2 separate regions of the Gasterosteus aculeatus genome follow, and region 2 is linked to region 1. The links are chromatin contacts, called in public Hi-C maps. All regions are on one chromosome and are shown on one strand. Each heading gives the region's core, a stretch centred on a gene start, on an enhancer-like site or on the middle of the called end of the contact. The rest is flanking DNA. Distances are from core to core; before and after follow the strand shown. Region 1 overlaps ctnnbip1 (catenin, beta interacting protein 1). Region 2 holds the start of nmnat1 (nicotinamide nucleotide adenylyltransferase 1).

Region 1 (2,883 bases), core at 216-2,715:
GTCTCCACTAACAAACTGTGGCCATGTTGTTTGGTTATTCACATTTTGCGTATTTACATGGAAGCAAAAATGAGGTTCAGGCTCTGCTTTGTGTCCAGCTAATGTCAGTATGCTACTTGAACCTACCTTCTTTTTAACAATATAACAATGAATAAATGTACTTTAAATGTCTTTAAACTAGTGTGCTAGGGTACCACTTGTACCCTAGCGTCCCTCTGTGGGTTCTTTTAAGCCGCAGAAAGACTCAGCAATCTGGTCCCAGCACACTGATAAATGTTTCACTTTGGACTTAAGGCAACTCTCCAAAATATTGTTTTCGGAAGATTAAATTATCAACGCTTTCAGAAAGAACAGCGAGAACCTGTTACGAGGCGTTTCGGCCCGATCAGCTGTTTATTTTCACACTCGCTGTAGGAAGCTCTGTCTTTGAGGACATAAACTCAAGGCTGTGCAGTTCTTTGTATACAGTCGCAGTGTTATGTGAATGTACAGTGGAGAATTCCTCCACGTGTCCAACGGAAAGGGGGGCGGGCGGCAGAGGGACCACTTCACGACTGCTAGGGCCCGTAACCTGTTAGTAGCTGCTAGGCTACTTCCATCTCAACATTTACCCTGCGCCGCACGCAGTCTGCAGAGGACCACCACTGTTTGTAGATTGCTGGCACTTCAGACACAGCCCAAAACAAATGATGGAGAGTTGAGAGAAGTGCACAAGGACAGCGAGTTGCTATCATGTTCCACCCGGTGGAATTCTGCATCGGAGATCATCGAATGTGTGTAGTGTTGTGTCTGAAAAAAATTAAACTACAGTCTAAAATACATGTTTTCTAAAGTGATTACTCGTTAATTTATAAGATTCCGTCTTTAAAGGAAAAACAAACCTTTAAACGATATTAATGAATTTCAAAATGTGAGATTAATTGGTTCATTTTTTCTTAATCTATTGACAGCTCTGAATGTTTATTTATGACAATATTTTTGTATATAGTCAAAAATATTTCATTATGACAACGTCCGATACAGCTGGTGTAATGACAAATATAAAATTTGAAAAGTACTTAAACAGGTGTTTTGTATGTTTGTTGTTACTTTTTACAAGTAGCTGTTGAACAAACCACAGAGATGGAAACATTACATTACATTACAGGTCAGAAACATGTTATGAGACGCTCTACATTAGGTGACTGAAACACTGACTTTGTGATTGCAGCAACACAACCCATCCTCCGATCAATCCCTTTCACTGTCTAAACGAGACAAATGGTCCAATATTCCCGAGACCGTGGACAGAAAAGCAGATGCATCAATTATTTATAATACCTAACCCTTAACCAAAACTATATAATATAGAGCAAACGTGTGTACTCCCTCAAGATAAGCTATGTAATTTGTCCTTGTTTGCAAACTGGAATAGTCACTTTGTTCACTCCCTTTCAGCTCACGCCCAGTGAAGAGGCTTTCCTCCGGAGTTACGCGGGTGTGGTCCACAGTCAGATGAGCCAGCTACCACAGCACAACATAGACCAGGGTAAGGCGCACGCACGCACGCACGCACGCACGCACGCACGCACGCACGCACGCACACACACACACACACACACACACACACACACACACACACACACACACACACACACACACACACACACACACACACACACACACACACACACACACACACACACAGCTCCTCCTCCTTAGTCCTCAGGCCCAATAGCTTCCCAGACGGTGCACAGGACTGTGAGATTACTAACGCACTGAGTCACTTCTCCTCTGTGCCTGGGTGCATCACGAGAGGCCAAGGCAGAGTTCAGATATTGACGTGTTTGCACGATAAAGCAAATGGCCATTGATAAAGGTCGTCGACAGATTATAATACTATGCTATGTTGCACACATATGATATGATGGTCATGCCTTTACAGGGCATCAGGGGGCGCTGTTGAGCTTTCTTAATCTTCACCGGTTTCTTCTTTTTTCAAACCACTAGAGGGTGCTGGATGAAATACAATGGTTTTGTGTGTGTGTGTGTGTGGAGGGTGACACTGCAGTTACCTGGAGAAGTAGCAGCAAATTGCTTAAAAATACTATTTTCCTGTAGACTTATCTGCAGCTTTCCAGGCTCGGTCCCAACACGTCTCTTCTGATATTTGTCCCTCAGGGGAGCTTTTTAACTCGGGGAAATTGCTTTCTTCACTTTACCTGCAATGAAGAGTTATGTCTCCTTGTCCGCGTCCTTTCTCTGCAGCTTTGTTGGAAATGTTAAACATGTGGTTTCCTATAAAGAAGGATTTTACAGGGGTATTAAGGAGACACGTTTGCATTTTTTACAGCGTTTCTTGATTAAGCAGCAAAACATTATGCAGTGACTGGCAAGGATGGTATCAGGTCTACAAAAAGCACATCAGCGCATATTATAAGATAGACATTTTGAAGGACCCTTTCTGTCTGCTTAACTGACTTCAGACAAGCGGCCTGTTTGTACCTTCCTCTATCGTCATGCTTTTCAATACACACAGGACTCCATGTCTCTGTGCCATCACTACAGCTGAGAAGAGCCTCATTAATATGGACGAATAGTGAGAGGTGCTCAGAGTATGAATTATGCATCACAAAAATAGACACATTTAGTATAATCGGCAGCGTGCTACGTACTGAGTGCGCCAATAAAATATTTGTTGTGTGCATCTTTTGCGAAGGAGTGTGATTATGCGAGTAGATGGATGGGAGGTAATCACTTTGGATTATTCAGCGCTGAAGGACAGCGGTTTGAAGGTATCTGCTCATTCCAGATCCTTTGAGGTAGTTTGAAGAAGTCCACCATTTGATCTCATTTAAAAGAAAAGAATACCAGCATGAATAATAACAAAACATTTTATTCAGT
Region 2 (2,841 bases), core at 164-2,663, 57 kb after region 1:
CACAAGCCTGTGAATCAACCATGAACCCGAGGAAAAGCACGCGACATGCATGTCTACTGTGACCCTCACCGTCTCTCCAAGTTTTCTCAAGGCTGTGAGGATTTCCATTTTCTGCTGCATGTACACGTCCCGCGACAGTTTTCCCACTATAACATCCCGGTCCATCTGCGCAGAATATCACGCACTGGTTGGACAACTTTCAAGCAAAGCAACACACGGATGAACACGAGGGCGTGATGGAGCAGGAGTGCGACTGTGCATTAAACCACTGCGGTCACATCAGGGCACGACACTGCGCGGCTGACCTCTGCTAGTCTGGTTCTCAGTTGTCCCGGCTGCTTCTTAGCAAAAAGGCGGATCACCTCTGGCGTTTTGAAAGCTTGGCTGATGGCTGCCTGAGTTGCCTGATGAAGAAATGTGATTTTTTTTTTTAAAAACAAGAGTTTAAAATGGACACGCGCGGTATTTGCACAATCAACGAATCGTCCTTACCAGCTGCATCCCACTGAGTTCATCCACAAGTGTCATGTCTCCTGTCATGATCTTCTTCAGGGAGTCGTTGAATTCACTCAACTGTTCCAAGGTTTCTTTTTTTGTCTCTTCATACTCTTCGTCGTCCATTTCCTCTCTAGAATAACAAAGAGGGGACGGCGGAAACTTAACGTTAGATTAGATCACTTGCCATCTATGACAGTCTTATTTGGTAGGTCAGTAGAGAGCTTGTGTGCACCTGCATTCCTCCAGATCTTGAAGCTGCTGCATCAGTCTGTCGAGCTGCCCTTCCATATTTTGCCTCAATTTCCCAGTTTCTGATTTCCCTCGAGACGCCATGCTTCGTTAATATCGACCTATGGAGAACGCAAAAATGAATCAAACAGTAAACAAGTAGGACGCGAGACAGTAGCCATTGTTGCACAAATAACTTGACTGCAACCTGGTATACTTCATTAGAAAGGCGTTGTTGTAGCTAGCATTGCAGCAAACCCCCTTCAGCATTCATTGCGACATCGATGGTATTATTGGGCGGTGGTCATTTCACTGGAAGCTTAGACCTTTACAGCTTTAAGTGCAAGCTATACAGTTGTTACGTTATTTACGTTAGCCGACCAGCTAGCTTGCATGCTAGAAGAAAAATATCTCACCGTGACTCTGTAGACAGTTGGAAATGAGTTGTGCGCGTCAAATATTTGCACCAGCTTGACGAGTATACGTAAAGGTAGCTGTTTCAAAAACTCCCTTTAAAGAATAGCTACTTTTATGAAGGTTTACAGCACGTATATTTGCTGTCGACGCGTTTAAGGATGCGCGTTTGTGATTGTGAATGTAGCTTGGAAGAGTAGGTGCAGCTCTCTTCTTATTGGTCGATTGTGTCCAATCAGATTTCTCAATGCAACGTCAAACCCGGAAGTCCCCTGTTCCATAGCTGTCCACAGCAGCTTGTCGTTTCAGCGCAATGCATATTTTCACTATTTACCTTCCTCTTCTGCGGTAGAAAACACGTCCTTGGTTGACTGAGCGCCGCTTTGATTCGTCTGCTTGAGCATCTTGTACCAACCGGCTCGCTCGCGTTGCCTGTTTAGAGAGAAAGCTAACTCTGCCAACGTTTTATGAATGAATGGCAATTGAAGCTAGCTAACATTAGCTTTAGTCACCAACACGTTATAAGTTAACGATAGTGGATAGTTCCGTTTCTAACTTGTGTAACTCCCATCACAAAGTAATACTGTGCTCCCCCCTCAGAGGTCAGAGAGCCAGGGGGGGTCGTTTGTATTTCAACCAAAGTATCTTAAGTTCAGTCGGTTTTATTCTGCATATTTGCTCTTCTAGTATGAGACATGGACGGTCATAAAATAACCAAAGTGGTCCTGCTGGCCTGCGGGTCCTTCAACCCTGTGACTAACATGCACCTGAGGATGTTTGAACTGGCCCGAGACCATCTGGAGGACACAGGTTGAGTGACAGGACAATGAAACCTTTGAGCTATATTAGATGTATATGGTTGAAAGTATTTAGATACTTCACTGAAGCAGATGTTGGAATTCCTTGATGTAAACATTCCCAATTACATGCATGACATTATGTCCAGCATTCACTTGTAATAATATTTGTGTTATTATTTGCAGCAGCATGTAATCTGTGACAGGACTCCGTATGAGAGAGCCGCATCCTTAATCCACACCCGATTATTAATACCGATGCATACATGTGTGAGGAGTTTAAAAGAAAGTAAAGTTAGCTGTCAAACAAACATGGCTGGGAAAAAATGTCTTCCCTTATAAATAGAAGTATAAAGAAAATGATAAATGAATGGAGTCATTGAATGGAGTCACCACTGATGGCGTATATGCGTGGATGTTACCTGCTGTGGCGTTACTCTAAACCATCTGTTCATGCTGCTTTCTTGTCTAAGGTCTGTACAGGGTGGTGAAGGGCATCATCTCTCCGGTGGGCGATGCCTATAAGAAGAAGGGTTTGATCGAGGCCTGCCATCGTCTGGAGATGGCCAGATTGTCCACAGAGAACTCCGACTGGATCACGGTTGATTCGTGGGAAAGCTTGCAGCCAGAGTGGGTGGAGACAGCCAAAGTCGTTCGGCAAGTTTACACTCTCTGCTATTTACGCCTTTGCTGTTAAAAAGGTGTAAGGACATCTTTTTAGGAATCTAAGACACTACCTGTCAGACATTTCCGTATCCTCAATATGCTGTTTTCTATTGTGCTGTGTGTGAAATTGGGCTGAATGAATGAAATTGATTTAACTTAAAAAGCGAAGGCCTAAGCTGAATAAATGTTTAAACTGATTTTGAAAGATGAAAATGCGTTTTGATTCAAATTAACTTAA

The links. A called contact is a pair of places that touch in the nucleus more often than the background predicts.
Region 2: a Hi-C map of whole body shows a contact between it and region 1, with 4 times the contacts expected there. The contact joins the promoter of nmnat1 here to the enhancer-like site in region 1. A contact is called at or near these places in 4 of 6 Hi-C or Micro-C datasets (blood and trunk muscle, liver, skeletal muscle and 1 more).

The regions. Positions count from the first base shown.
Region 1 is chr2:12,445,481-12,448,363 of fGasAcu3.hap1.1, forward strand. ctnnbip1 (catenin, beta interacting protein 1) reads left to right here. Exons shown (of 4, transcript XM_040194260.2): 3 at 1,438-1,528. Among protein-coding and RNA genes, the nearest start is that of ctnnbip1, 9.2 kb to the left of the region's middle. Within about 2 kb of position 1,466, at least 4 of the 9 cell types and tissues checked have open chromatin away from gene starts, as enhancers often do.
Region 2 is chr2:12,502,107-12,504,947 of fGasAcu3.hap1.1, forward strand. nmnat1 (nicotinamide nucleotide adenylyltransferase 1) reads left to right here and starts at 1,414. Exons shown (of 5, transcript XM_040194265.2): 1 at 1,414-1,742; 2 at 1,828-1,950; 3 at 2,411-2,594. The coding sequence starts at 1,836. It overlaps lzic (leucine zipper and CTNNBIP1 domain containing), which reads right to left and starts at 2,499. Exons shown (of 7, transcript XM_078083513.1): 1 at 2,360-2,499; 2 at 731-848; 3 at 493-628; 4 at 306-404; 5 at 70-165. The coding sequence starts at 831.